7 separate regions of the Mus musculus genome follow, and all the other regions are linked to region 1. A link is a contact called in public HiChIP or PLAC-seq, capture Hi-C and promoter capture Hi-C data. All regions are on one chromosome and are shown on one strand. The core of a region is the stretch at or near the end of the contact, and the rest is flanking DNA. Distances in the headings are between cores, read along the strand shown.

Region 1 (3,008 bases), core at 37-2,536:
TTTTAGGGTCTCAATGCAGCTTAGGGCGCTTCAAACCTGACATCCTCCTGCCTCATCCTCCTAAACTTCAGGATTAAACTCCACTAAGCCTGGCAGTAGATTCAACCACTATGTTTCCTCAAGTTAGTATTTTAGTGCTAAGTTACTTTCCACATTGTCATTAGCTGTTGACACTTTCCCCTTTGATTCTCACAAGCTTAGTAATGTTAACTGTGACATATTTAGTCAACAGGAAGTTGAAAACTAACAATCCTAAGGCACAATCCAGAGTTCAGAAAATGACCTGGGTGATCAAGCGGATAAAAAAGAAAAAAAAAAAAACCTACTCCTTAACTTATATCCAATTAGTCTGAAATTAATAAGAATGCCTAGGGTGGGGGTGAGGGGGAGGAGAAAATATACAAACTACCTCAAGTATATGTGCTCTACAAATAAGGCCTTTTGTTTTTAATTAAGAAACGCAACCCCACACTTGAATTCATTAGCTCAACGTCAATTATAAAGTTAAAAGAAAAGCACATTATTAACAACGCCAAAAGGAATCTAAAGCACGAATATGTGGGAACATCACTCTCCTCCTACATTCGCCCAACCGGTACAGAACCCACCAGTCACCCTCGCCCACCTCCCGGTTCTACGGGCCCGTGGGCCAGGTTCTGAACTCTCGCACCTTCCTGGTTGGGTGTCTGGGTGGGCGGCCAAGGTTACTTGCAGGGCACAAGAGTTCCGTATCTAGTGATGTCTCTCAGGACAAGATCACAAACACAAGGGGAAAGAGAAAGAAATCTCTCCTGCAGCACCACAGAGCTGAGCGCCAGAACCGCTGCCACGCGCGGGTCCCTCGCCCCACAGCTGGCCGCTCCGCGCTGGGACCGGTAATTCTACAGCCGCCTCGGGCCCCGCCCCGGGCCCGCGACCGTTCCGGGGCGTTCCTGCCGCGAGCGGCGCCTCCCGCGACACACGACTGTTTTCGCAAGCGAGCGAGGCCGCGGCCGCCCCGTGTCTTCGAAGCCACGGCTGCTAGGCCGCGCGGGCCCGCGATTTCCAGAGCCGCCAGGCCCGCTGACCCCGTCCCAGAAGCTCGGGCACGCCCTCTCTCCTAGCCTGGGCCCTTACCAAAGCAGCGTAGCCGCCGCGGCCCGCTTCTCCTCCTCCTCAGAGGCCGCCACGGACCCAGCGTCCCGGAGACCGGAACTTCCTCCCGGTGGGCTCCGGCTTCCACAAAGGCGTCGCGCCACCGCCTTCAGCGCTGGGCCCGCCGGGAGATGAAGTACGGCCGCAAATCCCGCGGCCTCCTCTCCCGCCGTGCCCTGCGCGCAGCGGCTTTGACGGCTGGTGGAGCTGCTGCCCAATGGAAAGGCACGCTGTTAGCCACTGCCCAATTAGAAGGCACGCTTCTCCGCAGGGCCTGCCGGGAGTTATGGTTTGGCTTCAGTGCTGTCACTGCTTCTCTGGTGTTTTCCTCGCAAGTGTGCAAGGGGTCCGGGTGGCTTAGACAGCCTAGTGACACACCCTGCCAGGTGCTGGGGGACGGTCCTGCCTTGCCCCTTGGGAAAGAGAGAGATTGTCAGTTCGGGTGCAGAAAATGGGAGGAGATCTTTCCGGTCTTATTCCGTTACGGCAAAGGGCTGCTGGCTTTTCGGCTACATAAATAAGACCCCTTCTACCTAAGTCCAGAGAATAAATGCAAAAGTACTGCTTGAGTTGAAGTATTAGGACCCAAAGACTCGTCCTTTTTTACCTTCCGACAGACTTCTGGTCAAACACTCCAGGCGGAAATCATCCGTGTAAAAAGGTTCAGTAGCTCAACCCATTAAAAAAAAATAATAAAACTTGTTTCTACAGGTCCCGCTAGCTCTAGGCAATAAATGTAGACACGCGTGACTCGCCACAAAAACTGCACATCGTAATTCTAACGGAAAGAAAGCAAAGTAACTGTTGATACGCAACCTCTTCCAGAATCTTCCAGCTAATGATCTACCTGACTCCCAAGTTCTCAGGTAGATTGTCTATATTGTGAGGGGTTTGCTTATCCCAGCCACCTGGTGCCTTGTGTGTATGCCCTGGCGATATATGATATTGTAGCCTAATTCGATTCTTCAAGGTCAAAGAAAGACACTTGGAGAAACAGTTCATCAGTTAAAAACACTGGTTGCTCTCCAGAGGTTCAATTCCCAAAAACTACGTGGCGGTTCACAATCCTCTGTTCCTTCAGTTCAAAGAGATCCAATGCTCTTTTCTAGCCTCTGAGGGGACTGTACATATGTGACAAATAAAATATCAATAAATGCTGCTGCCATAAATGCCCACTGGAAAAAGCTGGGCATGGAGACAGGAAGTGATGGTGCAATACTTTAATCCCTCCACTCCAGAGGCAGAAACAGATGTACCTTTGAGTTCAAGGCAAGCCTGTTCTACAGAGTGAGTTCTAGTACAGTCTGGGCTACAAAAAGGAACCCCTGTGTGATGGTTTGCATATGCTCAGCTCAGGGAGTGGCACTATTAGAAGTTGTGACCCTGTTGGAGTAGGTGTGTCACTGTGGGTGTAGGCAATAAGATTCTTATCCTAGCTGCCTGGAAGTCAGTATTCTGCTAGCAGCTTTCAGGTAAAGATGTAGAACTCTCAGCTCCTCCTAAGTCATGTCTTCCTGGATGCCATGTTCCTGCCTTGAGGATAATGAACTGAACCTCTAAACCTGTAAACCAGCCCCAATTAAATGTTGTAATTTCTAAGACTTGCTTTGGTCATGGTGTCTGTTCACAACAGTAAAAACCTAAGACAGAAGTTGGTACCAGAGACTGGGGTATTGCAGTGACAGACCTGACCATGATTTTGTTTGGAAGAATGTGGGTTTGGGGACTTTAGATTTGGAAAGCAGTGGAATGCTTTAAATGGGGCTTAATGGGCTATCCAGTAGGAATATGGAAGACTTTGTTACTGAGAGTGATTTGAATGATGCAGACCTGGCCCAAGAAGTTTCAGTGGAGAATTTCAGTATGTGGCCTAG
Region 2 (3,253 bases), core at 12-2,511, 950 kb after region 1:
TCAGATCACAGCAGCCTCGTCCAGTGCAACCCGAGTGAGCCAAACCTCCCCGAAGCAAAGAAACCCAGGAGCGAGAGAATGCGTTGATTGGTTGCTGGTGATGTCATAGCTACCATTTGGGGGCGGGCCAGAGGTCTTGGCCAGGAGTTCTTGGACTGTTTGAAGTAGTAACCACTCAGCCGGGGGAACCGCACCCAGGGCAATGTTCTGGGGTCCTAGGCCTGACTCCTGTCTCGGTGTCAGAATGAATGAGTCCCCTGCACCTTGCGTTGCAGCTCATCACCGATGCCAAGTTTGGAGGCTGATCAATATAGCGCGTCTTTTGGATTATTTCTGCTGGCTAGCGTGGAACCCGCGAGGCCCTCCTACCTCCCGCATACAATGGAGTCCTCCGAGAGGGGCGGGGTCTCCCATTGTGCCAATAGAAACAATGACACTCTAATTGGAATGCGCCGCCTTTCTCTAGGATTCTGTGACGTCTGTTGCGCCACATCTAGCTATTGGTTGGTTGAGATGCGCGCGTGCCAGGAGTTGGACGGAAAGCTAGACTGGACCAGGACTAGGGAGAACTGAGCTTCTGTCGGGTTCTTCAAGGGGTTAAAGGATGCAGTTGTCGCAGGCGAGGGGGCGGAGATCTGAGGAAGCTGGGTCCACAGTTGTACAACCCTGGGTTCCACGTGGCATCTCAGAACACTGGAAAGAACCATAGCCTAGAGAGACGTGGTGTCTCTCCCAAGTCTGGGAGACCGCTAGTGACTCTCGTGGCGGAGAAGAGTTGGCTTCTCTTCCTGTCTCAGAAGGGTCGTTTTCAGATCCTGTTCTGTAGGAGCAAACAAGGAGATTTTTGCGACATGTTTCTCATAAGTTAAACTTGTTAATAAACAGTTAACGCTATTGTTTGAACCAGGCCGGTGTCTGGCCATTATTTTCACAGTCCCAGGATTCTATATGGTAACCCTTCCCAGACCGATGACAGCACATTTTCAAACCAAAATGGGTGTTAGGGCTCGGAACTAGCGCTCTAAAGGGAGACGAGATTCTCGGTCTGAAGAAAGACTAGGAAGCCACGCTGGAATAGCGCACTAGGATGAGAGGGAGGGCGGTGGCAGAGTAGCGGAGAAACTCCCAGCTCCGTTCAGCACCGTGGGCAGCACTTCTGTTCTCAATAAAGATGGCGGTAACGGCTTCAGTCGCCAGAACTGCCATGCGCGACGGGCTGTACCACCAGGTTTGGGGCATCGGGGCGGAGGTGGAGCAAACCATCGGAGCGGCCGGGAGCCATGTTGGAGCGTCGGGAGGCGGCAGCGGCGTCGGGGATGCTGTGGTGGGGGCGGCAAAAGCCGGGGCCGTATGCCAAAGGGGCTCTGGCCGCGGAGTAGATGGTGCCCAGAGAGCAGTGGCGGCGCGGAGCGACGGGCAGAGGGGCGGAGGGCCGGGGCGGCGGCAGGGGCCCAGGAGGGGGCCAGAGCAGCGGGGCGGGCCCAAGGCCCGGACCCGGGCGGGGGGCGGCGGAGGCCGTGACGGGAGGCGGGGGTGATGGCGAGGCGGCCTCTATGGTGGGGTCTCCCGGGACCGTCGACCCCGGTACTACTGCTCCTTCTCCTCTCTTTGTTCCCTTTTAGCCGGGAGGAGCTGGGGGGCGGTGGGGACCAGGACTGGGACCCAGGGGTTGCTACTACTACTGGGCCAAGAGCGCAAATCGGCAGTGGAGCCGTAGCTCTTTGTCCCGAATCTCCCGGCGTCTGGGAAGATGGAGATCCTGGCCTGGGGGTCAGGGAGCCTGTCTTCATGAGGCTCCGAGTAGGTAGGCAAAACGCCCGGAATGGTCGAGGGGCCCCTGAGCAACCAAACGCGGAGGTGGTGGTCCAGGCATTGGGTAGTCGCGAGCAAGAGGCAGGTCAGGGTCCAGGGTATCTGTTATGTTGGCACCCAGAGATCTCCTCTTGTGGGCGGACAGGGCCTTTACGAAGAGGTAGCCTGCCACTCGATGCTCTGTCCCCAGGGGATTCTGATCTGAGGAACAGCTCTCCTCACCCTTCAGAACTTCTGGCTCAGCCTGATGGCTCCAGGCCAGTGGCCTTCCAGCGTAATGCTAGGAGAAGCATCCGCAAAAGAGTGGAAACCTCTCGCTGCTGCGGGAAGCTGTGGGAGCCAGGACACAAGGGTCAGGGTGAGAGATCCGCGACTTCCACAGTGGACAGGGGACCCTTTCGGCGGGACTGCCTCCCCGGCTCTTTAGGATCTGGCCTGGGGGAGGATTCAGCACCACGTGCTGTGAGGACAGCTCCTACGCCGGGTTCAGCACCTCGCGAGTCTCGGACAGCTCCCGGGCGCATGCGCTCCCGCGGTCTCTTCCGCCGCCGTTTCCTCTTTGAGCGCCCTGGGCCGCGCCCTCCCGGGTTTCCGACTGGTCCTGAAGCCAAGCAAATACTCTCAACTAACCAGGCTCGTCCTCGTCGTGCTGCAAACCGCCACCCGCAGTTTCCTCAATACAACTACCAGACACTGGTACCTGAAAATGAGGCAGCGGGCACATCAGTACTGCGCGTGGTGGCACAAGACCCGGACCCAGGCGAGGCCGGGCGCCTCATCTACTCGCTGGCGGCGCTCATGAACAGCCGCTCGCTGGAGCTTTTCAGTATTGATCCTCAGAGTGGCCTCATCCGCACGGCTGCCGCTCTGGATCGTGAGAGTATGGAACGCCACTACCTTCGAGTAACAGCACAGGACCACGGCTCACCGCGCCTCTCAGCTACCACCATGGTGGCGGTGACAGTAGCTGACCGCAACGATCACGCGCCAGTGTTTGAGCAAGCCCAGTATCGGGAAACACTTCGTGAGAATGTGGAAGAAGGTTACCCCATCCTGCAGTTGCGTGCCACCGACGGCGACGCGCCACCTAACGCCAACCTGCGCTACCGCTTCGTGGGATCGCCAGCTGTGCGCACCGCAGCCGCCGCTGCTTTCGAGATTGATCCACGTTCGGGTCTTATCAGCACCAGTGGCCGCGTGGACAGGGAACACATGGAAAGCTATGAGCTAGTAGTAGAGGCTAGTGACCAGGGCCAGGAGCCTGGGCCACGTTCAGCCACCGTGCGAGTGCACATAACTGTGCTGGATGAGAATGATAATGCGCCCCAGTTCAGCGAGAAGCGCTATGTGGCACAGGTGCGTGAGGATGTGCGCCCTCACACGGTGGTGCTACGTGTCACGGCCACGGACAAGGACAAGGATGCCAATGGTTTGGTGCATT
Region 3 (3,487 bases), core at 657-3,156, 690 kb after region 1:
ATCAGCATAGGGGTGTTGGGGTTCCTTTAGGTTTCTGATTGTATTCTTGTCATAGCAGGTTGGTACATCCTCTTCCTATCAATGTCAGAACAGCTTTTGTGGCTATGGGTCTTTGTACTTTCATTAGAATAAAACCTTCAGTGAGTTCGTCACTCTTCTATAAGTGATGAACAATTTCCCAATGCACTTGCATTGCTATTTCATGTCTGCTGCTTGAAAAGCCCATAACCATACTTTACATCCAAGAGTTTTCCCTTTTCTGGACATTACTAGCAGCTCCAATAAAGCATATTTAGATCGCCTACCTTTGTCCTCAGCTATTTCCTCTGTCGCTCTTACCTAGTATCAGTTCTTACATATTTTTATAACATGTCAGGAACCCTGCCCACTTAATTAACATCTGTACCTAATATAAAGCTGACACATGTTCCTTAAATTTTGAGTGGATGAGGGAATGGCTGTGAGACTGTTGGAGCACGCTGAGTACTGAAGAGGTACTGAGTACTGAAGAGGTACTGAGCCCAGAGAAGGTGGTTATTGGCCTTTGCTGCTGAGTTAAAAACAATGTGGGTAAACAGCTGGAGCTAGGTCTTCTAGATGCTTATCTGCTGCCAATGGGATATAGATAGATTTAAGTAGTTCAACCTGAAATTGTTTGGGAGGCTCAAACAGGAAGGGTTAGAATTATGCTATTACTTACTGAAATTCTTCTTCAGCCCTCAGAGTGTGAAAGGCCGAAATGACACCTTTTACCTGACACCTGAGCCAGTTGTAGCTCCCAACAGCCCAATCTGGTACTCAGTCCAGCCTATCAGCAGAGAACAGATGGGACAGATGCTGACCCGGATCCTGGTTATACGAGAAATCCAAGAAGCCATTGCCGTGGCCAATGCAACCACCATGCACTGAGGTGCCTCAGCTATAGGAAAAAAGATCCAGGAAAAACCAGACAGACTTTCACACTAAAGGAGAGGCCTCCACATTTTTTTTTAATTTGTAGTTATGATGCTTTTCAGGCTACTTCTGTTCAAAATGTAAAAGACGATATTGCCCTCTTTGCATCTTCATAAAATGGGCAGACCCCTGGTTCATAGGGATCTGGGTTTTCTGAGAACCTGGTGTCCTAGGAAGTGGTTGGCTTTTTCTTTTCTCTTTTTTTCTTTTGTCTGGGGCGTGGGGAAAGGAACTTGGACTGTATGGAGAGATACAGACCCTTCCCTTCCTCAGGGAAGATGGAGCTGCTGATGCATCAGCCTGTCACTCGGAATCGGCAAACTTTACTGACCACTCAGAGCCACATTTGTTTTTTGTTTTTTGTTTTTTTTTTTTGTAATGCTCAGACATAAACTTAACATCTTGATGGAAGAAGAATAAGGGGAACTTCAATTATGATTTTTATCCAGACAATTTCTATTACACCCTTCTTTATGACAAGTGACATAAAAGTTAAAGTAAAAACTTTACCATGCGCTTTTTTTTTTTTTTGGCCTAACATTGAGGCCTTAAAAATGAGGCTCCTGTGCCTGATGGAATTCTTGTAACATACACTTGTGTATCATATAAAGATACCACTCTTTCTCTTATGTATTCTTATTCTAGTTGTTTATTAAGAATGACAAGCACGTCTTTTCAACAAGCTACTGGAGAACGTGTCTTTATTTGGGGGAGGAGCTCTGCGGGGGCGGGGGAGTGGAAACAAAACTTAATTGAATGGGCCTGGATCCTGCTGTGGTGGGATGCGGGGAGGGGTGGGACAGGAAACAGGCCTTTGGCCTTGGGCCTGTGAGCTCGATAAGCACGTGGTTACCCAGCTCTGCCAGCTCCGCCTCTATACGGGGCGTGGCCCTCAGTACGCACGCCCTACGCCTGGCGTCATCGACGCACGCAACGTGTGACGGAATAATCTAGTTTATATTGGCGCGGTCCGGACGGCAGAGGCCTCTGCGGCGCGGTCCTCGGAGCGGCGCGGTTCTCGGAGCCACGCGTCTGTCTTCCTCCGTGGTCATGGCGGACTACCTGATTAGCGGAGGCACCTCTTACGTGCCGGACGACGGGCTCACAGCGCAGCAGCTCTTCAACTGCGGGGACGGCCTCACCTACAAGTGCGGGTCTAGGGCACCCATCGGGGCGAGGCGAGGGGCCGCACGCTGGCGAGAAGGCCGGATGAGGGAGGGCTTCATTGAAACTGGTGGGAGCGGATGGGGAACAGAATCCGGGAATTCCTTATCGCCGAAGACTAACTTCGACATATGTGAAGCAGGGGCAGGGGTTTAGAGGGTGATTTCAATAGTATTTAATACTTGAGTCGTGAGACACAGTTCTCTGGATATGTGGAATATGTTAGCGTGCACTAATGACACCTCGGTGGCATCCACCCAGTGACATTTTGCCTGTGTCACACTTGCTGGTACAACTCCCTGCTCAAGAGTTTTATGGGATGATATATGGAGTTGAAGTTTCTTGGTGTCACAAGCCTGAGAGACCTGCTTATTTCCCTCCTACAGTGATTTTCTCATTCTTCCTGGGTATATCGACTTCACTGCAGATCAGGTGGTGAGTAATAAGGCACTGGATTTTTGGTTTGGGGGGTTCCTTTTTTTTTTTTTTTTTTTTCTGAGACAGGGTTTCTCTGTATAGCCCTGGCTGTCCTGGAACTCACTCTGTAGACCAGGCTGGCCTTGAACTCAGAAATCCGCCTGCCTCTGCCTCCCAAGTGCTGGGATTAAAGGCGTGCGCTACTTCTGCCTGGCTCTATTTTGTTTTTGAGACAGCCTGCCTACATTACTTTGGCTGTTCCAGAAGTGGTTTTGTTGACCCTAATTATTAGTGTCAACGCTCAGTCTTGTTTCTGAGTGGGTACTGTTATTACAGTAGGCATGTGCCCCTGTACCCACTCTAGGAACTGGATTGGTAAATATCTAGGAGGGGTAAGATGCTGCTGTTCGTTACTGTGAGCTTACTGCACCAGGCTAGGCTTTGTGGTGAACATGGCAGCTCACCCAGGGCTCCTGGGATGGACCCTGAGGAATAAGCTGTATTTTCCTTTGCTGGTCCTTTTTCTCCTCAGGACTTGACGTCTGCTCTAACTAAGAAGATTACACTAAAGACCCCATTGGTTTCCTCACCCATGGACACTGTCACAGAGGCTGGAATGGCCATCGCGATGGCGGTAAGGCTTGAGCGCCATGGGTGCCATCTTATAGCCAAAGATTGTGTTTCTGTTTTATCACTTACTTGTGTGTTCGTCTTGTAGCTTACAGGAGGTATTGGTTTCATCCACCACAACTGCACACCTGAATTCCAGGCCAATGAAGTTCGGAAAGTGAAGGTTAGAAGGCCAAGCATCATGGCCAAGAGTTGCTGGGAATTAGAGGCGTGGGGTGGAAGTGGAGGGTTTGTTTTGCTAAGCGTCCTTTCTCCTGCTGTGAGCTTCAGCTACTGAGGAGGAAGACCCAAGACCCCATTTCTTAGCTAGAGCACGCACGGT
Region 4 (3,154 bases), core at 415-2,914, 720 kb after region 1:
CTGGGTCTGCTGATTCACACCACCAAGGCCATGTATAGATTGTTTTTGTTTTGTTTTGTTTGTTTGCTGTCATTGTTGTTTTGATACAGGTTTTTCTCTGTGTAGTCTTGGCTGTCCTGAAACTTGCTCTGTAGATCAGGCTGGCCATGAACTCAGAGATCTACTCGCCTCTGCCTCCGAAGTGCTGGGATTAAAGGCAGGTGCCACCACTGCCCAGCTAGGGTTGCAGAAATTTAACCCAGGCAAGGTCTGTGGACATAGTGCCCTCCCCATGTTGACATTGATAGTCTTTGGAGGACTTGGGGGGGTCTCCACAACACCATGGTTAGGTGTTTGAAGCCTATCATCTACTAAGAACTCAGAAAACAGGAGCTGTGTGTGATGTGGCTAAAATGGGTCACCCTAATAGGCTCTGCCCATGAAGGGTGAAAGACAGGAGTCCTAAGAATCTTGAATACTGGAAGCAAGAAGTTGGGCCTTTGAATGGTGCCCCTCTGGGGGGGGGGGGGCCGCTGGCTTTGAGGGTTGTCAGTTCATTCCAATATGGACGGCCTGATTCTCATCAGACCACAGGATTAGCTTTGGGAATGTGATCTCCCCAGAGGCCCCCGGGTCAGCTGGCACCTGGTTATCAGTCTCTCACCCTGCCCTGATCTGGAAGGTGATAGATTCGTAGCACAGACTGCCCAAAGATAACTTCAATAAACAGTTGGAACATTTGTCTCAGGGTCGTGCTGCCCAGCCTATGATGGAAGGGTCCGCTGAGGGAAGTGTGGAAAACGAACCTCTCTGTCCGGTTACGGAAAAGGAAGCTCTATTTTAGTAAACTGGATTCAGAGAGCGCATCTACGAAGCAGCCATGTTCAAAATAGTAAACACACGGTCAAAAGAAGCCTTGGGGTGGACACTGCAGCCTCCCCGGCCCTTCCCAGAAGTGTCCTGCAGACTTACCAAAAAGCAGCGGCTTGAGGCTGAGGGTTCGGATGAAGTGATCCCTGCCCGCGACCACCTGGACTTTCCGCTCATATCCCACCTAAAGGAAAAATACACAGCAGGCAGCTGGTGTGCCAGGCCGCACTGCTCAAGAAAAAGTCCCGTGTCAGGGAGCGACAGTAGCAAAGTAAGTAGGCGCGCGCGTGACCCGCACACAGTGATGCGTGGGGCACCGTGGTGGCCCAGAGCTGAGCCACGGTTCCTTCTGGCTCGGCTTGGCAGTGCTTGAAGCTCCGCTCGGGGCGGGAGAGGAGGGGATGTTCTTACCTTGATGCCCTCCAGCCGGGTGAGGGGACCCAAGGTTGGCACTGGCTGGGGGCTCTGCTCGCGGCGCTGGGGTCCGGGGTCTGTGCTCTCGTCTCCGTTGCTGTAGTGCACGAAGAGCAGCAGGGCCAGCACGTTGCCCAAGTACAGGTGCACGAACACCATCAGCACCAAGAAGTAGGCACGGGAACAGATGCCCCGCGGCTTGCACAGTGGCCGCACCGGGGCGTCTTCACTATCGCCTGGTCTGGTCGCTGCCCCGGAAGGGCGATGCTCCGGTGGTAGCGGCCACTGAAGATTTGAGGCCTCCTCGACTGTCTCAGCCTCAGGCCGCTGCACGGTCGCCACCGCTGCCGCCATGGCGCCCAGGTCGCGCGCGCGCCCAGGGGAGGGGCCGCGGGGGTGCTCGCGTTGCGCAGTCGCTGGGACCCGGACGGCAGAGTCAGCGCGCCCGGCGGTCACTAGGAGACGGTGCTCCGGGATGCTGTGCCTACACGGAGCCGCACCCATCGGTCCATACTGAGATCCTGGGACCTCGCTCACACCCGGCTGGTCGTTTATGGAGCTGTATATACTCCAGTGCAGAAGGCCATCCACAAACATGGAGGCACATCAGCGGAGCACCGTTAGGACAGACACCATTGCAACTAGTAGTTTCTTGGTTCCCGGGAGAAGACGCCCCCCCCCCCCCCCCCCGGCCCCAGAAAGTGTAGTGGGCATTTTCTCACTCTTGGGAGAAGGGAGTCAGAGAGTGATAGAAATGGGACATACGACATAGTGGGATGCTGAGGCCAATGACTGCACACTGGATGATGAGATTATAGAGCAGTTCCCACGAGTTCGATTTATTTAACTAAAACATTTTATGTCTATGGGGTGGTTTGTTTATGGGTATGTGCACTCCATGCATGTCTGTATATGAGGACAGAAGGGGCGTTGGAGCTGGAGAGACTTACAGACGTTTTTAAGTCTCTATGTTGGTGCTGGGACTAGAACCGGTGTGTTCTCCAAGATGGATCTTAGCTAAAGAGCCTCTCTCCAGCTTCCGTTTTTGCTTTTATTAAAATTTTTTTCTTGTTGTTTTTTGTTTGTTTGTTTGTTTTGTTTTGTTTTGTTTTTTCGAGACAAGGTTTCCCTATGTAGCCCTGGCTGTCCTGGAACTCACTTTGTAGACCAGGCTGGCCTCAAACTCAGAAATCCCCCTGCCTCTTGCCTCCCGAGTGCTGGGATTAAAGGCATGCACCACTACACCCGGCTTATTATTAAATTGTTTTTAAACAATACACACAAACAAAAAACCAAACCAAACCAAAAAAAAAACCAAAAACAAAAAAACAAAAAAAACACCCCAAAACAAAAACCAACCCAGACAGGGTCTCATATAGTTCAGGCTTGCTCATCAAACTTGAAAGGAGCAGAGGATAAATTTATTCTCCTGCCTCCACCTCTCAGATGCTGAAGTTAGGGCTGGAGAGATGGCTCAGTGGTTAAGAGTACTGATTGCTCTTCCGAAGGTCCTGAGTTCAAATCCCAGCAACCACATGGTGGCTCACAACCATCAGTAATGAGATCTGATACCCTCTTCTGGAGTGTCTGAATATATATATTTTAAAATGCTGGAGTTACTAGGTATGCACCAAGATATTCAAGATATTCTTGAAGGTCCTTCGGCAGTCAGACTGGACCACTGAGGGAATCCTGCAAGTCAGACTTTGGTGAGAGGCTGCCCAGGGTGCCCAGGTTGGGCTCCACCCAGTGTCCCTCAAAATGAAGCAGGTGCTGTTTGTGACGCTTGCCTTAGCTCCTGGATGGGAAGAGGGAGGGTGGAAGGCTTTCCCCTAATCAGGACACCTCTGAAGAAAATAAAACTCAGATTATAAAGCAGCGGCCAAGGCAT
Region 5 (3,296 bases), core at 646-3,145, 780 kb after region 1:
ATCTAAATAAAGCTTTTTTAAAATAAAAATTTTATAAACACACATATTTTTGATACAAGGTCTCACTATGATGATGTCTGTCCTCAAACTCACAAGAGCACAGCTTCCTAAATGGCCAGACTAAAGGTGAGTGACACCATTAGGCTCTGTTAAGAGATTCCTGAAGGAAGGCTGGCCTTGCTGAGCTTAGTGGCACATTCTGGGATCCCCAACTTAGGAGTGTCAGCAGGAGGATCAAAAGTGGGAGACACTGGCTGGGCGTGGTGGCGCACGCCTTTAATCCCAGCACTTGGGAGGCAGAGGCAGGTGAATTTCTGAGTTTGAGGCCAGCCTGGTCTACAGAGTGAGTTCCAGGACAGCCAGGGCTATACAGAGAAACCCTGTCTCAAAAAAAAAAAAAAAAAAAGTGGGAGACACTGTCTCAAAATAAAGCACGCAAGAAAACTGAATCCTGACTTTGTTCAAAGGGCCAATGTGTTATTTTCTTAATGTCAAAGTATTCAAGATGTTAAATATGACTATCTCAGAGAGAAATGGTACAAAATTAGTACTTTTTCCAAGAGTTAAAGTCATCTTCAAAAAAACCTGCCACTCATTTTGAGCTGGTTTCCAAGACATGGCCACATACAAAAGGATAAAGACCTTTTAGTTTGAAGTTGACAGGAACACAAAAAAATTGGCTAGTCGCACAGATGTTTAACTCCAGTTGTAACACTTGGCCCTCAGTAGTCATTTATTAACTACATTTCGAAGAAAACTTCTTGGCTGAAAAATATGAATCAGCAACTTGTTTAAAAACTCAGCAGCATCCCGGGCGTGGTAGTGCAAGCCTTCAATGCCAGCACTTGAGAGGCAGAAGCAGGTGAGTTCGAGTTCGGCCCAGTCTACACAGTGAGTTCCTTGACAGCCATGACTATGTAGACACTGTCTAAAAACAACCAACTCGACACCGCATCTGTCCTAATAATGGCAGGTAGCCGCCGATTACATGGAGTTATTGAAAGTTAGTTTACTTTTAAAAAGTCAAATGTAGTTTCTCAGATATACTAACTACATACATGTCAACACGAAAGCCGTGTGTGGCTTAATGGCTACCATACTGAACAGCAAAGGTCTAGAACGTGTTCGTCGCCGACAGAAAGTTCTACGAGACAGAGTAACAAACAGAAGAACTAAGGCGAGCTCGTCCGAGAACACCACCGCCTCTCTTGAGGCTAGACCAGTGGCGTCGGGCGTGACCGGTCGCACGTCTCTGCGAGGCGCCCCGGTCTTCGCGCGGACACGGAACCCACGCGCGGGGAGGCCCTTTCCCAGGACGGGCGTTAACAAACAGTGCGGCTGGCGCTGCCAAAGCTCCCAACCACCAGAGAAACGGGGAGCCTCCGAGGCGGTGCGTTCGCCTGGAGCGCCCAGAAGGGCAGGCCCGAGCGCACCCGAGCCTCGCGGGCCAGAGGCCCTGGCCTCCGACCTCTCGGGGAGCTAAAGAGCCAACGAGGAAGAGGAACCCAGGAGAGACGCCAGGCACCCGCCGGCGCGGGCTGTCGCCTCCGGGAGTGCCTATCAGTCGGCGGGGAACGTCGGGACCTGGGACGGCCCGGCCTCGCAAGCGGCGGCGAAGGCGGAGCCCGGACCGCGCCGGCGAAACGCGCGGGGATCCCCCCCCTCCCGGCGGCCAGTCAAGAGTAAACAAGGCCTCGACTCCCGCCGCGCACTTACCGGGAGCCGCGACCTCGCGGCCGCAGAGCCCAGGCCGGCCGGACCAGGTCAAGCCAGACCAAACCAGGCTGACGGAGGCGTAGCGGCAGCGGAGGCAGCCGGCGGACGCGGCTCAGGCCCGCGCAGCTTCCTCCGGCAGAGCCGTCCCCCGCAGCTCCGGAAGTGTTCTGCGCCGCGCGTCACTTCCGGTAGGGGTCGACCTGCGGTCGCCCTGGAGGCTCCCAGGCTTCTGACGACTGCGTAGTCGGTTGGAATCGCTTCCTCACCATCCTCTAGCGAGAGCCCCTGGGAGGAACTACTGAGCGTTCGCTTTTGAAGGAATGATGTAGGAATTTGTTTCCTGCGTTATAGCCTACCAGTGTCTTTATTCGATAGTTAGTTTTAGGTTTTCTTGCGTGTATTTTGTGTGTGTCGCACGGCTCGCGTGCAGAAGAGGTCAGAGGACAATTTTCCGGGAGCAGTTTTTCTCCTTCCACCATGTGGGTTTCGAGGATCAAACACTTGTCAGGCGTGGCAGTAAGCGCTTTTTACCCACTGAGCCATCAGACCCTTAGATGAGGTATTTTTAGCTTTTTTTTTTTTTTTTTCCCCTGACCAGACGTCTACCCACTTCACTGTTTATACTCTGACGAACAGCGTGAGAAGACATTCTGGCAACACTGGAGTAGGTTAAAAAGATCATAGTTTCCGGGCAACTATGGTTTGACATGAGCCATACTCGGAATTTCTACGTACGTTAGGAGGAAGTTCTGGCCCATGAGCAATCAGACTTTAGTTTCTCATGACACTATCCCCCTAGCCACCCACTTCTCCGACTTCCACTCACCTTCACGACGGGTATTTTTTGTTTGGTGTGGTTATATTTAGAAGCAACTCACTATATAGCCAAGGCTGGTTTGCCTTGCTAGATTACCAGACCCAGAGATTCATACATCGTAAGTGTTTCGCTGCACAACTTCTACCCACGATATAGACTGCATTAGGACTCCAGTCACCAAGTTCTGGTCACCAAGCCTTGTTGTGGACTGATAGGAGGCTCGCTCAAGTAGCAACTCCATCGAGATGTTAATTACTGGAGTGAAGCCAGAGGCACTGTGAGGTAAATCAATGTTCGTGCAAATCTGTAGATAACCTAGTTCTACCTTTTCTGGAGTGTATGTATTGGTATTCAAGACACCCGGAAAAGTGAGGCAGAAAGAAAAAAGACCGTGTAATAGCCTCTTTTATGTAATTCTTGGAAAAAATATAACTGAAGAGACTTGGGAGTTGGCTGGGCCATTAAGAGCTCTTGCTGTTCTCTCCAGAAACCTGAGGTCCTTGCCCACTATTGATAATGTCCAGGGGATCCGAAGCCCTCTTTGAACCTCTTCCGGCACACACATACTTGTAAACAGAAAATTAAAAAAAAAATTTTTTTTTCTTTTTTGAGAAAAGTTCTCACTATATATCCCTGGATAACCTGAAGCTCTGTACAGACCTAAAACTTACAAACTCACATGTGTGCAGCCACACAATCTACTTAAAATATCTACAAATTTGGGTCATGAATCAAAATCAGGGGTAATCAAATGTTGAAAGTC
Region 6 (3,491 bases), core at 243-2,742, 910 kb after region 1:
CCTGAGACAGCACAAGCTCCTGGCACAACAGATGAATGCAAAACAAACAATACGACAACAGCCATACGGAAACAGTCAAGGAACACACACAGCCAGAGGGCAGGCTGTCTATCAACAGCTGAACACTGAACCAGGAAGAGCCTGAACTGGGCAAACACTTTTGGGGTCGATTAACATGAAGTTGGCATTTAAACCTGAAACCTGGGCCTCTCGGTTCATGCCTGTAATCCCAGTAAGAGGAAGGTTGATGCTGAAGAATTGCCTTAATTTTGAGGCCAGCCTGGGCTACAGAGAGGGATCTGGACTCAATTAGTTAATATTTTAAAAACAAAACCACGACCCGGGGTAAGTGGGTATAGACAGAGAGGAAAAAATGTGAAAAAGAAAAACTAGACAGAACTGAACACAGAGCCATGAAGGCCTCAAGGGAAGGCGATTCCAAGAGGAACCTGTTGGTAATAGGAGTTTCTCTTGTCCACCTTTAGAAAGCAGGGATTAAAAAAATCTGTTTACTGCACTCACTGCAGAGTGTAGGTGCTTAATAAATACTTCAGTTTTAAAAACCTATGAGCTACATCTTTGCTAATGCCCAGGATGCAGGGTTACAACTCTGGCATCCTTTACAGAAAGGCCAATAGCCAAGAAGGAGGTCATCCCATGCCCATGGTTCCCATCGTGCTCCTTGCCTTTCCTGGCTGCGCTGACACTCGTTCACTCATGCAGGAGACCTTCTGAATGACACAGGCTCCAGACAAAGGAGTCTTGGATGAGCTCTATGCTCCAGACCTATCAATTTACCGAGGACCCTATACATCCCTCTGATCAGACTTCTATTGGCTTTTATCTTGTCTGTCTGTCCACTCATCTGTTCACCTGTCTAAACATTTTTTAAAAATTATTATAGTGTGTGTGGTGTGAGTGTGTGTTTGTGAGTGAGAGAGAGACAGAGACAAAGAGCCAGAGAGAAACAGAGCAACGGCTTGACCTGTTGAGCCGTCTTACTGGCCTCCTATAGAGCCATGTATTTGTCTATCGTCTGTAGTCATTCTCTCTGTTCCCTGCTGCTATCCCTTTATCCATCTTAGCGACATGTAGTTCTGTCCATCCATCTGCTAGGTTGACCAGCTTTGCAGTTTATCACAGAATGAATACTGGCCTTGACATTCCTGTATCCTAGGAAACTCCCCAGTGCGGGGCAAACCAGGACTGTCTGTCCATCCACCCTTACCCTAGGCATCCTGCAATCGATCCATTTGGCACACAGCCCATCAGTTACTTCAACTCCAGAACAGACTGGCCACCCTCCTCACTCAGGACAACGCCCCGCCTCTTCCCGCCCCTTGCCCATTCAGGAAGCCGCCCCAAGCGAATCCCGGCGCCCTAGCAACAGTCTTCCAGGCCGCCCAGTCCGCTTGCGCGGCTTCGGGTGCGAGCCAATAGCGAGGGGCCCTGGGAGCGAGGTTGGGGGGCGGGGCTGAGCGCGGCCGCAGCCATTTTGGTGGAAGAGAAACAATAGGACGGAAGCGTCGCGGGACTGGGCTGTGGCCGCAGGTAACGCCCGCCCCGCCCGGCCCGTGGCCCTGTCACCCCGGGGCTCAGGGGAAGAGGTTTTCGGTGCTGGTAGCGGCCGGGCTCCGGGATCCCTGGGAGGCTTGGGTTTGTGAAGGGGGTCCTATGGCTGTCATTGAGAAGCGGTCTCCCCCTTTTTTTGTGTAGTCATCCCTTCCCTATTTACGGGGGGCCATTGTACCTTGCAGTTACTGGGGAGAGTAGCGTTGCCCACCGAGACGGGGCAGAATCTTCCCCCCGGCATTGGAGGGTCTCCCGGAACCGGGGGAGGGGAGGGGGCGGGGGACGACGACAGTGTCTTTCTCCGGTTTTGAAGCGGTCTCCCTGGGTCTTCCGGTGGAGGACAGGATCTCTGGTCTCACAGAGGTCCCCCGGCCACGATCTCCCTGGTCTTTGAGGATGGGGTCTTTATCTTTGGATGGAAGGGTCAGCCCGGATCCTCAGGTACTGTTGTTACCTGGGCCTGCAGATGTGCAGCCATTTTGGGTGTTGAACGTCAGTTGTGCCAGTCAGCTCCTCTTTGATCCCGGAAAGGCGGGGGAGAGGGTGATCTGCGCATCCAACCTTATTGGTTTTTTTTTTTTCCCCTTCTTCTCCTTTAAGATCTTAAAATGGATCAGAAGGTGTCTTCTTTTTTCTTCTTCTTATGCTGATGCTCCTACCACGAGTGGGATTTTATTCATATTTGATAACAAGACTGCATCTATCTTCTGCATCCTTCCTAATGACTTGATTCGTTTTTAGGATTTTAATTTCTATCAAATATCAAGAAAGCTGTACTAGCGGGAAAATGGGGAAAAATGTAGGAACTGGTGAAATCTAGGGCTCTTCTTACACGCGAAAGGAAATAGAGCTAGTCATCGCATGTAAATAAACATTTTGTTAGCAGAAATGTACATAGAGCAAGAACAAAATAATTTCGAATATTTGTAAGAAAAAGTACTGAAGGGATCCAGAGGCAGTGGGAGGGGGATAAGAAGGGACCAGGGGGATGGATATGGTCAAAATACATTGTATACATGTTTGGAATTGTCAACTAATAAATATTTATGAAAATAAAAAGATCCAAAAGAAAGAAGCCCTGGCAGTTTTGAAACAGCAAATATGATGCAGACAAACATTTTGAAAAATTTAAAGGACCTTCCTTGTTGACAGCATTGTTGTTGATTTTCAGTATTTAAAATGTTTGCTGTATTTGCACTTTCCCTGGGATAACATTTTAAGAGATGGGAGATGCTTATTTACCAAGTTGTTGCCGTGGAGAGTGTAATTGTAGGGTTTTGTTTTAATTTTAGCAGCTATCCACAGATAGAAATACAAAATGAGTACTTATGTTTGGTGTGAACAGGCCATCTGACTGCCTACTAAATCTTTTTGGAGATCAAGTTGGTTAAACTATTGAGTGTAACTCAGACTGGTTTACCTGTATTCTAGTTTTCTTTTAAGAGTAGAATTCAAGTGTGTCAGTAGCAGGACTAGACCTGTTACTGTTGTTGAAACCAGTTTATCGTATTTCTTTGACGCTTTAGAGTTTCCTAGGAGACAGATTTTGGTCTTTACAACCAAGTATCTGAACATTAGAATGTGCCAGGAGTCATTGCTGACTGATGAATGGCAGGGCCCTTGCAGAGGATGGCAGGGCCTTTTTGTAAGCCCCAGAGATGTCACTGGTATCTAGGCAACAAGGATGAGTTTGAGCCTTCCTGAGGCCAGCTTGTTGAGGTGAAAAATTTCCATTGTTGGCTCATAAAGAGAATGCACTGGGGCCTGGTTTTCCCTGTTAAGAGAAGAGGTTGGTTTGTTTGCTTGCTTGCTTGTTTGAGACAGGGTCTCTGGTTGGCCTGGAACTCATTATGTATAGATCAGGCTGGCCTTGAGCTCATAGATTTGCCTGCCCCTGCCTCTTTGTGCCAGGATTAGAG
Region 7 (3,261 bases), core at 569-3,068, 820 kb after region 1:
TTGTGAATTTACCTTTCCACAAGCTTGGCTGTAGGGTTGCTTGCAGAGAGGCAATTCCCTTGGTAATATGGTGCAGTGGTGGGGGGGGTCACATCTAGGTTTTTTGGATTGTAATGGCAAGATTTGAATCCTGGAAAACTTTTAAGAGTTGGCTAGACTGGGCCGTGGTGGTGCACATCTAATCCCAGCACTCAGGAGACAGATCTCTGAGTTCAAGGTCAACCTGCTCTAAAAAGTGAGTTCCAGAACAGCCAGGACTACACAGAGAAATCCTGTTTTGAAAAACCAAACCAACAACCTCTCCCCTCCTCCCATACCCCCCCAAAAAGAGCCAGTCTGCTCAAGAGAAGACCCATCTCCACTGTGTTGCTTTGCTTTTTTGTTTTTGATTTGAGATAGTTTCATGTAACCCAGGCTAGACTTGAATTATGTAGCAGCTTTGAAAGAAATGATACATATTATGAGACTGAAGTCAGGAGAGCAGTTTCTGCTTCTTTTGTTGCTGAAATGTATCATTTGTTCCTTCTTCATTCATTCATTCATTCATTCAGTCTTCACAAGTATGCTGTCAGTGCCTCCAGCCAGCATGCTGGATACTGCTTCGCCGCCACTCAACATACATTCAGGGACACATAGCTGTTTGTAGTCTCAGGTCTACCTAGCTTACAGCCTGGACTGGCCCCTACATTGAGTACCTCAGTAAGGTGTTCCCCTGTCACCATACACAGCTCAGTTCCCAGCAGCCTGAGGTTTTGGGTTTGTGCCAGGCCTTTATGGGCGGTGCTAGTGGAGATCTTAATTAATACTGGTTAATTACCAGGTGGTGCTTAACAATCCCAATACCCTTCAGGTTCCCAAGCTCACGAGTTGCTGGCTGGTTCCGGCAGGGAGAGGGAGAACAGTATTCTCGCTGGCTCTTTGGCCAGCACCTAGGCTGGATATTCCAGAAAGGTCTGTAACTTCTTTTGTTCAAGTTTGGTGACAGGAGGAAACAAGTTGAGGAACAGCAGGTGCCTCTCTAGTTCACCTCTGCCCTCTTCCCAAAGGCAAAAGACAACACGGTCTGTGGTCTGCTCAACTTCACCAAGTAGTGTGGCCCAGGGTTGAGTGGGGAGGAAGGAGGACTCTAAGTCTAGGCCTGAAGACCAAGATGGAAGTGTCCAAAAGGAGGAACAAGCCCCGAGGTCTGTCCAGCTCCTGGCATTATTCTGCTTTCTTACTGCCCACAATCGGCTGAGCGAGCTCTTTCAGGGTTATTTCTCTGCTTGAGGCTCACAAGTGACTATCTCACTGAAACTTTTACTTCCTACAAAGCCTTCCCCCTTTGACATCTCACGACGTCATATTAGACTCCTTAGGACCTCAGGCAGTCAGGCACGCATCGTTCTACCTGTCAGTCAAGGTGGTTCTTCTGACTTGACTAGGTCTTTGTTCCTGTTGTACAGGACTTTCCTCCAGATCGTTCTCTGGGCAAACCTGCTCAGTACTTTAGGCTTAGCATTAATGTCGTTCCCTAGAGTAAGCCCTCTGGCCCTCCACTAGAGCAGGGGTCAAGGTGAGGTGGTCCTGTGTCACTTCAGTGACCCTGGCACTCCTTTAAGAGGCTCGCAGCATGCTCCGAAAGCATGAGTGAAAGGTTTTTGTGACCAGGCGAGACGCACTAACCAGCCCGCCTCGCAGCCGGGCCACTCTTTCCTCATCTCCGGGGCCTCCCGCACCTTGACCATGGGCTGCTCCGAGAGCGGGAGGCTCAGCGGCGCACGCGCACTCTGGGCCAGCTCCTGGCCGGGGACGCGCACGCCCGCGGCCGCGTGCGTCACAACCCGGGCGCCTGCCGCGCCCGTCCAGCTTGCCTGCCCGGCGGTCCCCGCGGCGGCGGCGGCGCGGCGGCGGCAGCGGCGGCGGCTGCGGCCGGGTGACAACAGCAGCGGCGCCAGGCTGGCTTGCTAGCGGAAGGGTCGCGCGGCCCGCACAACAAACTCAGACCCGGCCAGAATAAGGCGCGACGCGAGGAAGGCCGAGACGGGCCGCGCGGGAGACCGCGGGCGCGGAGTGACAGGCCGGCGTGAGGGAGCGCGCAGGTTGCAGCCGCCGGCCGCCCGGACCCGCCGGGCCCCTCGGACGTCGCAGGCATGAGCCACATCCAGATCCCCGCGGGGCTCACGGAGCTGCTGCAGGGCTACACCGTGGAGGTGCTTCGGCAGCAGCCGCCCGACCTCGTCGACTTCGCGGTGGAGTACTTCACACGCCTGCGCGAGGCCCGCCGCCAGGAATCAGACACGTTCATCGTCTCCCCGACGACCTTTCACACGCAGGAGTCCAGCGCAGTCCCCGTCATCGAGGAGGACGGGGAGAGTGACTCGGACTCGGAAGATGCCGATCTGGAAGGTAGGCGGGCGGGGCAAGGCCGAGGTGCGATGTGGGCACCGAGTGAAGGGTTCAGGGAGGGACCCGAGGGCCGACCAGGGGTGCCCTGGGCTCGGCTCCCGGCCTTACCCTGGGCCGAGACCCGAGAGCTCTCCAGCCCAGCTGCTTGGGTTCCCCGGCGTGTGAGCATTCCAAATTGAGCTCCGCGGTTCTCTGAGCCCGAGCGTTCACGGAGAGTGATTTGTCAGATTCTGCCTTGAATGAAGCGTGCGCGTTCTTTGGTCCGCGTGGTGGCGCGGAGCTTGAGTCGGTCCCGCCAGAAGCTGCTCTGCCTCTTTGCCTTAGACCCCATAGCCTGCTTGCTTTCCGAAGACAAGAGCACCAGCACCCGGCAGCTCGCCCCGAATAAACCGGATGATCATTTCATTTGCAAAGAATTCCGTTTTGGAAGAGTTATTGCTGAAAACTGTTGGAGACGAGGCCGATCGCCTTGATTAAGCAGGAACTCAGTAGGTAGTTCAAGCTGACCTCGAACTTGGGGTCAACTATCTACCTCTGCCTCAATGAAAACCTTATAAGCATACACATAAGAGGAACGATGAGCTGAGCCCCTCCCTAAATGCTGTCACTCACATTCAGTAGCTGAACCTCCTCCCCCAATACTGCCTGCCGCTCACATTCAACAGTTATCAATATTTTCACTATTGTTTTACCTATATATATATTTCCTCTCTCCCTTTGCTCAAGTATGTAAAGGAAATTTCAGTTATGCCATTTTATTCGTGTCCAGTTAATTATGCGTTCCTCCTTCTCTTCCTCCTCCTCCTCCTCCAAGTTTCGATATGGTTAAAACAATTGAATCAAACTGGCGAGCATAATCAATACCTCGATTCC

Evidence for each region. Promoter capture Hi-C pulls out the DNA fragments that hold promoters and counts their contacts. HiChIP or PLAC-seq counts read pairs in DNA pulled down with a chosen protein or histone mark. Capture Hi-C pulls out chosen DNA fragments and counts their contacts.
Region 2: a contact with region 1 is called in a capture Hi-C map of macrophages, with 5 times the contacts expected there. The contact joins the promoter of Celsr3 here to the promoter of Rbm6 in region 1. A contact is called at or near these places in 2 of 39 promoter capture datasets (both in liver) and 3 of 9 other capture datasets (adipose tissue, liver and macrophages).
Region 3: a contact with region 1 is called in an H3K27ac HiChIP or PLAC-seq map of microglia, with 7 times the contacts expected there. The contact joins the promoter of Impdh2 here to the promoter of Rbm6 in region 1. A contact is called at or near these places in 9 of 39 promoter capture datasets (the C10 cell line, cranial neural crest, erythroid cells and 5 more), 1 of 484 Hi-C or Micro-C datasets (CD4 T cells), 6 of 115 datasets of contacts at active chromatin or transcription factors (astrocytes, bone marrow-derived dendritic cells, effector CD8 T cells and 3 more) and 3 of 9 other capture datasets (adipose tissue, liver and macrophages).
Region 4: a contact with region 1 is called in a promoter capture Hi-C map of liver, with 6 times the contacts expected there. The contact joins the promoter of P4htm here to the promoter of Rbm6 in region 1. A contact is called at or near these places in 2 of 39 promoter capture datasets (cranial neural crest and liver) and 1 of 9 other capture datasets (liver).
Region 5: a contact with region 1 is called in a promoter capture Hi-C map of liver, with 2.9 times the contacts expected there. The contact joins the promoter of Arih2 here to the promoter of Rbm6 in region 1. A contact is called at or near these places in 1 of 39 promoter capture datasets (pre-B cells), 2 of 115 datasets of contacts at active chromatin or transcription factors (bone marrow-derived macrophages and pancreatic cancer cells) and 2 of 9 other capture datasets (adipose tissue and liver).
Region 6: a contact with region 1 is called in a promoter capture Hi-C map of erythroid cells, with 10 times the contacts expected there. The contact joins the promoter of Ip6k2 here to the promoter of Rbm6 in region 1. A contact is called at or near these places in 2 of 39 promoter capture datasets (erythroid cells and liver).
Region 7: a contact with region 1 is called in a promoter capture Hi-C map of liver, with 2.3 times the contacts expected there. The contact joins the promoter of Prkar2a here to the promoter of Rbm6 in region 1. A contact is called at or near these places in 2 of 39 promoter capture datasets (both in liver), 1 of 115 datasets of contacts at active chromatin or transcription factors (microglia) and 1 of 9 other capture datasets (liver).

Annotation. Positions count from the first base shown.
Region 1 is chr9:107,871,533-107,874,540 of GRCm38.p6, forward strand. It overlaps Rbm6 (RNA binding motif protein 6), which reads right to left and starts at 1,287. Exons shown (of 21, transcript NM_011251.3): 1 at 1,117-1,287.
Region 2 is chr9:108,824,784-108,828,036 of GRCm38.p6, forward strand. Celsr3 (cadherin, EGF LAG seven-pass G-type receptor 3) reads left to right here and starts at 1,262. Exons shown (of 36, transcript NM_001359572.1): 1 at 1,262-3,253. The coding sequence starts at 1,537. It overlaps Gm35025 (a long non-coding RNA gene), which reads right to left and starts at 1,337. Exons shown (of 2, transcript XR_871161.3): 1 at 1-1,337.
Region 3 is chr9:108,558,530-108,562,016 of GRCm38.p6, forward strand. Impdh2 (inosine monophosphate dehydrogenase 2) reads left to right here and starts at 1,907. Exons shown (of 14, transcript NM_011830.5): 1 at 1,907-2,102; 2 at 2,505-2,553; 3 at 3,068-3,169; 4 at 3,254-3,328. The coding sequence starts at 2,005. It overlaps Qrich1 (glutamine-rich 1), which reads left to right. Exons shown (of 10, transcript NM_175143.5): 10 at 717-1,638. The coding sequence ends at 909.
Region 4 is chr9:108,595,948-108,599,101 of GRCm38.p6, forward strand. P4htm (prolyl 4-hydroxylase, transmembrane (endoplasmic reticulum)) reads right to left here and starts at 1,665. Exons shown (of 9, transcript NM_028944.4): 1 at 1,261-1,665; 2 at 952-1,033. The coding sequence starts at 1,617.
Region 5 is chr9:108,647,513-108,650,808 of GRCm38.p6, forward strand. Arih2 (ariadne RBR E3 ubiquitin protein ligase 2) reads right to left here and starts at 1,896. Exons shown (of 16, transcript NM_011790.5): 1 at 1,717-1,896.
Region 6 is chr9:108,782,320-108,785,810 of GRCm38.p6, forward strand. Ip6k2 (inositol hexaphosphate kinase 2) reads left to right here and starts at 1,493. Exons shown (of 6, transcript NM_001379600.1): 1 at 1,493-1,551.
Region 7 is chr9:108,690,325-108,693,585 of GRCm38.p6, forward strand. It overlaps Prkar2a (protein kinase, cAMP dependent regulatory, type II alpha), which reads left to right and starts at 1,819. Exons shown (of 11, transcript NM_008924.3): 1 at 1,819-2,388. The coding sequence starts at 2,133.